3 separate regions of the Mus musculus genome follow, and regions 1 and 2 are each linked to region 3. A link is a contact called in public HiChIP or PLAC-seq data. All regions are on one chromosome and are shown on one strand. The core of a region is the stretch at or near the end of the contact, and the rest is flanking DNA. Distances in the headings are between cores, read along the strand shown.

Evidence for each region. HiChIP or PLAC-seq counts read pairs in DNA pulled down with a chosen protein or histone mark.
Region 1: a contact with region 3 is called in an H3K4me3 HiChIP or PLAC-seq map of neural tube, with 6 times the contacts expected there. The contact joins two enhancer-like sites. A contact is called at or near these places in 4 of 484 Hi-C or Micro-C datasets (the N1E-115 cell line, adipose-derived mesenchymal stem cells, cerebellum and 1 more), 3 of 115 datasets of contacts at active chromatin or transcription factors (differentiating embryonic stem cells, forebrain and neural tube) and 1 of 9 other capture datasets (embryonic stem cells).
Region 2: an H3K4me3 HiChIP or PLAC-seq map of neural tube shows a contact between it and region 3, with 5 times the contacts expected there. The contact joins the promoter of 2810405F15Rik here to the enhancer-like site in region 3. A contact is called at or near these places in 1 of 484 Hi-C or Micro-C datasets (cerebral cortex), 9 of 115 datasets of contacts at active chromatin or transcription factors (craniofacial prominence, differentiating embryonic stem cells, embryonic basal ganglia and 6 more) and 1 of 9 other capture datasets (pancreatic islet).

What each region holds. Positions count from the first base shown.
Region 1 is chr2:115,858,096-115,860,795 of GRCm38.p6, reverse strand. No RefSeq gene overlaps it. Among named protein-coding and RNA genes, the nearest start is that of Gm31590, 52 kb to the right of the region's middle. Within about 2 kb of position 1,300, at least 73 of the 459 cell types and tissues checked have an H3K27ac peak or open chromatin away from gene starts, as enhancers often do. A contact at or near this core is called in neural tube, where this site is marked.
Region 2 is chr2:116,074,709-116,077,408 of GRCm38.p6, reverse strand. It overlaps 2810405F15Rik (RIKEN cDNA 2810405F15 gene), which reads left to right and starts at 1,313. Exons shown (of 1, transcript NR_033447.1): 1 at 1,313-2,700. The region is part of intron 2 of G630016G05Rik (RIKEN cDNA G630016G05 gene); the gene reads right to left.
Region 3 is chr2:116,734,352-116,737,123 of GRCm38.p6, reverse strand. No RefSeq gene overlaps it. Among named protein-coding and RNA genes, the nearest start is that of Gm13990, 140 kb to the left of the region's middle. Within about 2 kb of position 1,258, at least 41 of the 459 cell types and tissues checked have an H3K27ac peak or open chromatin away from gene starts, as enhancers often do. A contact at or near this core is called in craniofacial prominence and neural tube, where this site is marked.

The sequences.
Region 1 (2,700 bases), core at 51-2,550, 880 kb after region 3:
AGTCTCCACTTTGCCAGAAGGTCCTCTTTCGAGCTGTTTAAATGGCCGAGTGGCCCGAACTAAGCGGTCACCCTGTGGTCCAGGGACAGGGGAGTTGTGGCACAAGCCAAGAACAAGGAGGATCATGCCTGTGGTCGTGCGTGCAGACGGCCTCCCCGTCGCGAGTGTGTTTGTTGTATGGACGAACCTGCTGCAAACGGATGGAGGGGGACAAGCAACCGTGGTGGTTTTTTTGTTTTTGTTTTTGTTTTTTTTTTTTTCAGTGATCAACTTCGGGCGTCGTGCGCGTGGGGAGCCCCCCCGCAGTCCCAGCGGGGCTGGAGAAAGGTGCAGCGCTGGACTCTGCGGTCAAATCGTGATGAGAATGGGGACCGTCGGGGCAGTGTTTGAAGGGAGGTTTTAATATTAATAGTTTCGCTGTAGAGACAGAAGGGAGATTGCGTCTACTGCTCCTCCGGGCAGACTCTGGGTGACAGGAATGATGGATGATCCGGCAGAGCCCAGCGGCCCCTCCCCTCCAGCCCCAACAGTGTCAAAGCTACTTTAGCTGAGGCTTTAGAAATAAAATAAATAAACAGCATCGCCCCCTTCTCTTCGCACCACCGCCCTACCCCCACTTTCCGACACCGATTTATGGATCATTATGAATCAATTACCGTTCTCAATACTTTCCCATTGGCTTAAATAAAACAGTGGAAAGATAAAAACGCGGGGTTCGGTGGGGGAATTTTTTTCCCCCTGACAGGAACAATCACAAAATCCATTATCTCATAATCAGAGGCTCTGGGTTAGGAGGTGAAGAGAAAAGAAGGGGTCACTCAGGAAATAACACAGGAGCGCCAGAGGGGAGGTGTCGCCCAGTCTCTGCCTTTGTGGTATTTGGTTTTGTTTGTTGTGTGTTTGAGGTGTTTTGAACGCAGGGGAGGGGGGCTGCGCGTGAGAATTCGCCGTCTGCAAGTTGATGGCCTGACCCTTAAACTCCTTTGCCAATCCTCCTTCAGGGTGTGCCTGGCCAAGCATCTCTTGGTAGCCTGGAGTGAGTTCGCACGTGGGAGAAAGGTGTGGAGGAGGAATGGACTGACCGGTCTGCAGGGCAGATTTGCACTTTGTTGTAGGCAACTCTGCTTGGGCAGCTGGGGGGCCCCGTGGGGATAGTCCCCCCTCCCGCCACTCCGCCTGTCCCGCATGGGGCTGGCTGGTTTTGTCTTGCAACAGTTTGGGATCTGGACAAGCCCCCTCTCCTGCCCCCACCTCGCCGCCCGAGGCTTTTCTTCCCTCTCCGGCCTCTGGCTGGGCGGCGCTCTAGGTCCTTGTAGGTGTTTCTATGACTACATTGTGTGTGTGGGAGGGTCAGATGTGGGGGTTGCCCGAGAGAGGGCCGTTCCTGGGCGGTCATTTATCAATGTCACCCACATAATGATTCTCTCTGCAGCGTCCTATTGATGAGGATAATTACATTAGCTCAGAGTGACTGATCAATGAAAAACCACCACACAAAAACTTCTTCACTCCTCTATAATACCAAAAACCGATACAGAAATAACAGAAAGTCTGATTTTCTTCCCCTCCTCTATCCACCAATGGATTCTGTACACCCCGCCCCCTCCCCAAGACCCGGGAATAAAGTAACAAAATAGACCTAGGTTTGTTTCGTTCACAGAGGATGCAATTTTGCCTGTGAATGCATTTGCTCTAAATGCGTTGGCTTCGTTCCTCCTTCGGTAAAGAATATCAACGGATTTGCTACCGTGAGTGGCTTTTAGACTGGTCTGTGGTTTTCCGTTCTTTTTATTTCTTTTCTCCCCATTGGACCTTTCTCCCCTACTTCAAAAAAAAAAAAAAAAAAGAAGATAGACAATTCTTTTTATACATAAACGGAAAATAAAATTATTCTAGATCCTTTCTCTAGATCTTTTTTAAATAAAGCATTTGCCTTGATCGGGTTACCTTTTTGTCTTTATCACTTCACAAAGTAGGGCAATTAAAGATGTGACGTTGTGTGTGGATTAAGAGTGGATCCATTATATGGCGACATAACTCGCTATATTCTCGCCTAAAAGTTTGCCACTAAATTACGATTTCGCTTTTTCTAGACTTGAAAATCAATATCTTCTCAATTAAAGAGAATTTTAATGCTTTACTTGCGAGTTGTTAAAGGCGCTGTAAATTTTATTGTAATGTTTCTTAGCCTCGGAGTAGATCCAAGAGACGTTGATTCTCCGGGTCTTTTTCGTCTAGCCAGGAACCTTCCACTGGTTTCTGATGAAATACCAGCTACAAAGGTAAGCAGAGTTCCGCAGGGGATCGGGCACTGGGAGGGAGCCCTCCATGGCCAGAGGCCATTGTCTGGAGTATTTCCACCTCTCTGTGTCCCACCTCCCTCAAATGACAGAAGTGTTCATTTAATCTTTCTCAGAGGCAAGCACAAGAGACTCCCATCTGCTCTGGGACAACCAGAAAAAGAGGTGCATTTCGGAAAGATTCTAGACTCTTCCCAGTGCCCCAACCCCTTTTCCTTAAAGTGTACCTCAGAAAGACCCTTTCACAAAATCTGCCATATTTGACATGTCCCCAGCCTCTGTGTCCCAATTCGCTAGCCACCCTCAGGGGCACACTGCTTACAGATGGTTTCTCCTTCCACTGGCTCTTCCTAGTAAAAGTTCTCTTCCCGGTAAAAGTTCTTGGAGAGAATTAAATGTG
Region 2 (2,700 bases), core at 64-2,563, 660 kb after region 3:
CAATAGCTTCTGCAGGGTTTAGAGTCAGTGAAAATCAGCTTAGGGCAGAATGAAGTGAATTTTAGGTATCTGTGGAGAACTGGTGCTAAGAAATCTCTACTTCAATCCTAGGCCTTGAGGAGGCAGAGAGCTCACAGACACCACAAGAAAACCTACAGAGTCACCTAAACTGGGCCAATGGGGGCTCACAGAAACTGAGCCACCAACCAAAGAGCATGTAGGGGTTGGACCTAGGACCTCTATGCTTTTGTAGAAGGCATGCAGTTATGTCTTCACCTGGGGACTCTAACAATTGGAGTGTGTGTGTGTGGGGGGGGGGGTTGTTTCTGATTCTGTTGCCTGCCTTTATATCCCTTTTCCCTAGCTGAACTACATTATTGGGCCAGCCTCAATGAGAGAGGATGTGCTTAGTCCTGCTGTGACTTGCTGTGCCAGAGTCAGTTGGTACCCATGGGGGATTTCCCTTTCTTGGAGGAGAAGAGTAGGGGGGGAATAAGGGAAGAGGTTTGTGAGGGTGGGACTGAGAGGAGAGAAGGGTGAGGAGCTGTGGTCTAGGATGTAAAGGGAATACATTAAAAAAATGAATGAATGAATGAATGAATGAATGAATGAGAAAGAAAGAAAAGAAAGGAAGGAAGGAAGGAAGGAAGGAAGGAAGGAAGGAAGGAAGAAGGGAAGAAAGAAAAGAAGGAAGGAATAAATCTCTAGTCCAAACAGGCCCTGTGTGTGTGAAAGTCACCTGCTGCAGTAGAGCCTAGAAGAGATTTGAACTCACAAAGATGAAGAGCTGGAAACTTACCCCAAATTAGCCTTCATTTAGTAATTTACTTCCTTGTTTCCTCAAACTTGAGGAAGGCGTGGATAACTTAAATAGAAGCAAAAAAATGTAGTGTCTAATACATTTAGGGTAACCCTATGTAATGTGATACAGTAAGGTGGTGTGTGTGTGTGTGTGTGTGTGTGTGTGTGTGTGTGTGTGTGTGTGTGTGTTTGGGGGGTCCTCCGCCCTTAGGCTCTTGTTCTTGCTTTGTTTACACGAAATTAACCCGGAGGAGCTGAGAGAATCACAGTAAAGAAGGAGATTATTTTAATTCCGAAAAATAAAAGTAACGCGCTTTCTCCTTAGAGTCGGGCAATCCTGCCTGCAGACTTGGAAATGAAAGCGCTCGGAAGAGGGAGGAGGGGGAGGCCCGGCAGCAGTGGGGATCGTTGTTGGTAACTGAAGGGGCTCTGGTGAATTTCAGGTTCGGATTAGTGACAACTCAGAAGTCTCGGCTGCGTGTGGGGGAGGGAAGTTTGCCAAGGTCTCTGAACTCGCTGGAGAGAGAGCAGCCTCCGGAGGCGCCGGGCGGAGCTGGGCGTACCCGAAGCCCCTGTCCCGGCCAAGCCAACAACGCGGTCTCACCCCGCCTCTAGCCTGACTTTGTCAGCGATCATAAAATGGGAATTGATCATTCGAGCCACCATTGATTAGGGAAGAATGCTTACTGCAGCAGCAGGGGAAAGGTTAAGAGGAAATTGACCTTCTCCGTAGGTGACATAAAGTCATTAGGTAAATGAGATATTCACACTGGAGTTTTAAAAGGTCATGCTCAATTTTTATTTGCAGCCTGAAAAGTCAAGCTGGAGCTCCGGCTTAAGGTAGGGACTTCCATTCCTAGGGACCCGGGCACCGATCAGAATGAAGTCCTGCTGCGCCGGCCAGAGGCGAAAGTGGGATGTGGATTGCCATCTGGAAGACTTCGGCTGGACTCCGAGCGGGTCCTGGCGGCCCCAGCTTTGGACCTGCCGCTGGACCCGAGCGCGTTTTTGAGTGTGAGATGCGCTCCCGCGGCCCAGTATTCCCACCGCCACAGCGTGCAAAAGGATCTCTGGCCAAAGTCGACCTCTCAGCATCAGCAACACCTCCCCTTCCCTAGCCCACCATGTCTCCTACACAGTGAAAGTGTTTTGTTGTTGTTGATGTTGTTGTTGTTGTTGTTGTAAAGGAGAGAGTGAGAGAGATATTTATGCACATATTTATCCCTCTAATTATAGGAATTAATCCTCTTATGACTAAAAGGTAACGTGGAAGGACGTCCTTTTGATGTGGAAAAGCACCATTTGTGACTCACATTCAGACTGATTAAGGAATAATTGTTGTTAAACGCTTTTAAGAGGAGAGTGTTTAATTGAGGGGCATTCGTAATTTTACGGCTTAGTGCAAAATTAAACGTAATTAAAAACTCAGAAATTCCAACTGATTTTCCAATTATTTTTATTGTCTGAGCTAATTGTTACACAAGGGTATCACTTCTCCCCCAAAGGCATTGGGGAAAAGAGGTGGGAGGTGGGAGGTGGGAGGCAATCATACCTTGTCCAAATATTCTCCAACTGAAGAGTCCAGCGTCCAGAAAGACCTCCTTGGTTGCACCTTACCTCCCCAAGCCCCGCCCGGGGTCCCGAGTGGCACCCCGCCCTCCCCTTGGCAATTAAGCATTACAGGCACTCTCCCCTCGCTCCGAGTTCCGCCAACACCTTGGGATGTGAGAAAGTGATGGCAGCTCTCTTCTGCAGATCATTACGGCAAAACCTGGAAGTATCTAGAGAAGGCCGATGACTATCTTCAAGTAACACTTGCCATACATAGCCGAGGGATTTAAAAAAAAATGAGTAAACACAGCTCTCTGGGGGATGATCCCTCCACGCCCTTGCTTTTGA
Region 3 (2,772 bases), core at 9-2,508:
CATAATTTTATTAATAGACTGTATAGAATACATGTGGATTTTTCCGTGTGTACACACACATGTTTTTTCTCAAATGTACTCTCTAATTTCATTCTGAATGGACATTACAAAAGCATGTGAATAAAACAACACAGCGTTTCTGCCATTTGGGAAGGAAAGGATGGGAAGAGAAAGTACCCAAGGATGTATTAACTCGTGACCTTTAGCATATTTCCCCAGAAATTGCAGAGCCATTTATCAGCCTGGGGTTAGGGTAGGGGCCGCTTTAATAGTAACAAAGAGATTTGCAGGTGTTTGGAATTAGCAGTAGGTAGACAACAATCATTAATAAATCAGTTCAGAGGAATATGGAAGTCCTGCAGATACATCAACATCTTGGTTGGATGCTATGCTTAAACTTTTCTTACACATTTAATTGTCCACTGTGCAGATATATACAACTACTTCTTTGTGTTTTATTACACAACGCACAGGCAAAGAATATCTCATCATAAAACAGGCTACTTAAGTGCTGACTTCAGTTGGACACCGCACTGAGATTGTTTTCTCAATAAAACTGAGCTGGTTGCAATGTGCTTAAATAACAGCTACTTGTGCCCCGTGTATGTGTTCTGCACACAGTTTGCATCTGTTCTAGAGACTCAAAACAGTGTAGTATATTATTAATGAAGAAAGCTGATAAGCATATTACTAAGTGATGAATGTAAGGAAGCCCTTTTAATAACCAGCCGAGAGATTTGACCATGTAGCTAAATGGATAGTCTGAGTTCCACCTGTTAAAATGTGACCGTACACACTTTCAGAGACATTAATATAAGCGAGTGGATGTGGCTGTATTTATATCGTCTCAGTTTCTACAGATGTAGTAATTTAGTTACTGAGTTTTGCCTACTATATTAGTGATCTTCCTCTGGTGAGTCCTTTGCTAGTCTGAAATAGCCAAGTCATCTATTTTGTGTGTCCTACTTTGTTAATTGACAGGAAGAGGTGTCATGCAGTTTACAGGTGTGGGAGGTCATGTTATTCTGGTGACAGCTGAGAGGTCAGGATCAGTGAGCAGCCGCTTCCAGAGACTTCACAGCCCCAGTGCTATTTGAGGCTCTTTGGAAAACAGTCCTGGCTTCCTGACAGTGATGTGAGCCTCCACCTGGGCTGTTGCCAAAGAGACAGGAAGGGCTTGGGAGCAGGATACACATCAGCCCACTGACTGGACTGAGGGTGCAGGGCGGAGCTGCCAAGAGCTCCACTTCCTGCAGTGAAGAATTTTGTCCACTAGAGACTGATCTCTACCTAGTAAACATGTCACTTCCAGCTTCACAGTTTAGACTTGAACTACGGTCTCAGAGGTGAGAGGCTGACACTTCATCCACTAAGCCATTTAGCCTTTCCCTTTGAAGGGAGATTGATTTTAAAAAAGCTATTAACCTTCGGTGATTTATCTCATTAGATCGTCTTCATTTTCTTCTGCTTATAATAAGACGACATCATATAGTTTTATCCCTTGGTTAATTCAAGAAGACTCTGAAAGGGAAATACAAAGGATACATAGAGAAGGGAGAGATATTAGAAAATTATTAGTGATGCTGGACTGAAATGTTGTGGAAAATAAAAGAAACTGTAAAGGCTATTGCAGATCGCAGAGGTATAGTGCCTTAGACACTCTGCAACCTGGTTTTACAGAGCAACTTCTTCTGTGTCACATCAATTCCAGATCCAAACACCATGCTAACAATGTAGGCATTGCTTTCCATTTTTTGGTGTGAAGACAAGGAGGATAAGGTTTGTTTCTCTCTCTCTCTCTCTCTCTCTCTCTCCTTCTTTCTCTCTCTTCTTTCCTTTCTTCCTTTCTTTCACTTTCACTGATGAAAATATAAGCCAGGGAACCAGTGGTAATCAATTCATGCTGAGTATATAGTCAGAGGTATTCAAGTAGCAGCAATTTTCAAGGAAATTGCATTAAAACACATTCTGTTCAGAGCCTGAAATTAGACATTTTATCTATTTTTACTAAAAAATGTGAAAAATGTGTTGAACTATCCTGCATTGATGTCTTATCCCAAATCCCTTTAAAGTGAACTAGACACCCATTGGTGGCTTCCCGGACTGAATGGTAGTTGATTTATTGTGTTCTATTGATTGAGTTTCTACTTTGGAACCAGTGTTACATTTTGTGAATAATGTGTTAGCATTAATGACTTTAATTCATTCTCCACAACTTTATGACAGACAGTAATTTGCATTTCTTCTGGAGTACCTGATAGCAAAAGAATTTGTGGTATTTCATTTTTTTTCATGCATATTCGAAGGCTGAGCAAGAATAGCAAATATAAGCACCACGTATTAGCAACATAATCTGGCTCAGGCGTGTGAGATCTCCCCAGCTCACCTGTTCTATCCTAACACTCAGGTATGTACACTGAAAGCTAAATTACAAGCTTATAATAACTTGTGAGTATTTGGTCAGCCTAAGCAGCCATATGCCTAATTCTCTGTCATTTTGGGGGCTTATTAAACACTCGTGTTTGAAACGCCTTTTGTTGTAGGTACTGTTAGTTTATATAAGTTGGTGTTTGGGCAGGTGAGGCTAGCTAAATAATGACAAGTTCTGACAACTGATTTCTAAAGAAACTGAAGAAGCTTAGCTCCTCAGGCCTTTGTTCTCCATTTCCTGAACTGGTTAGCAGGACTCCAGGCAAGACAGCTTGAAACTGGAGAAAGAAAAGATTAGAAAAATATGTGTGGCAATGGAGTCACATATGTTTGTGTGTTTTG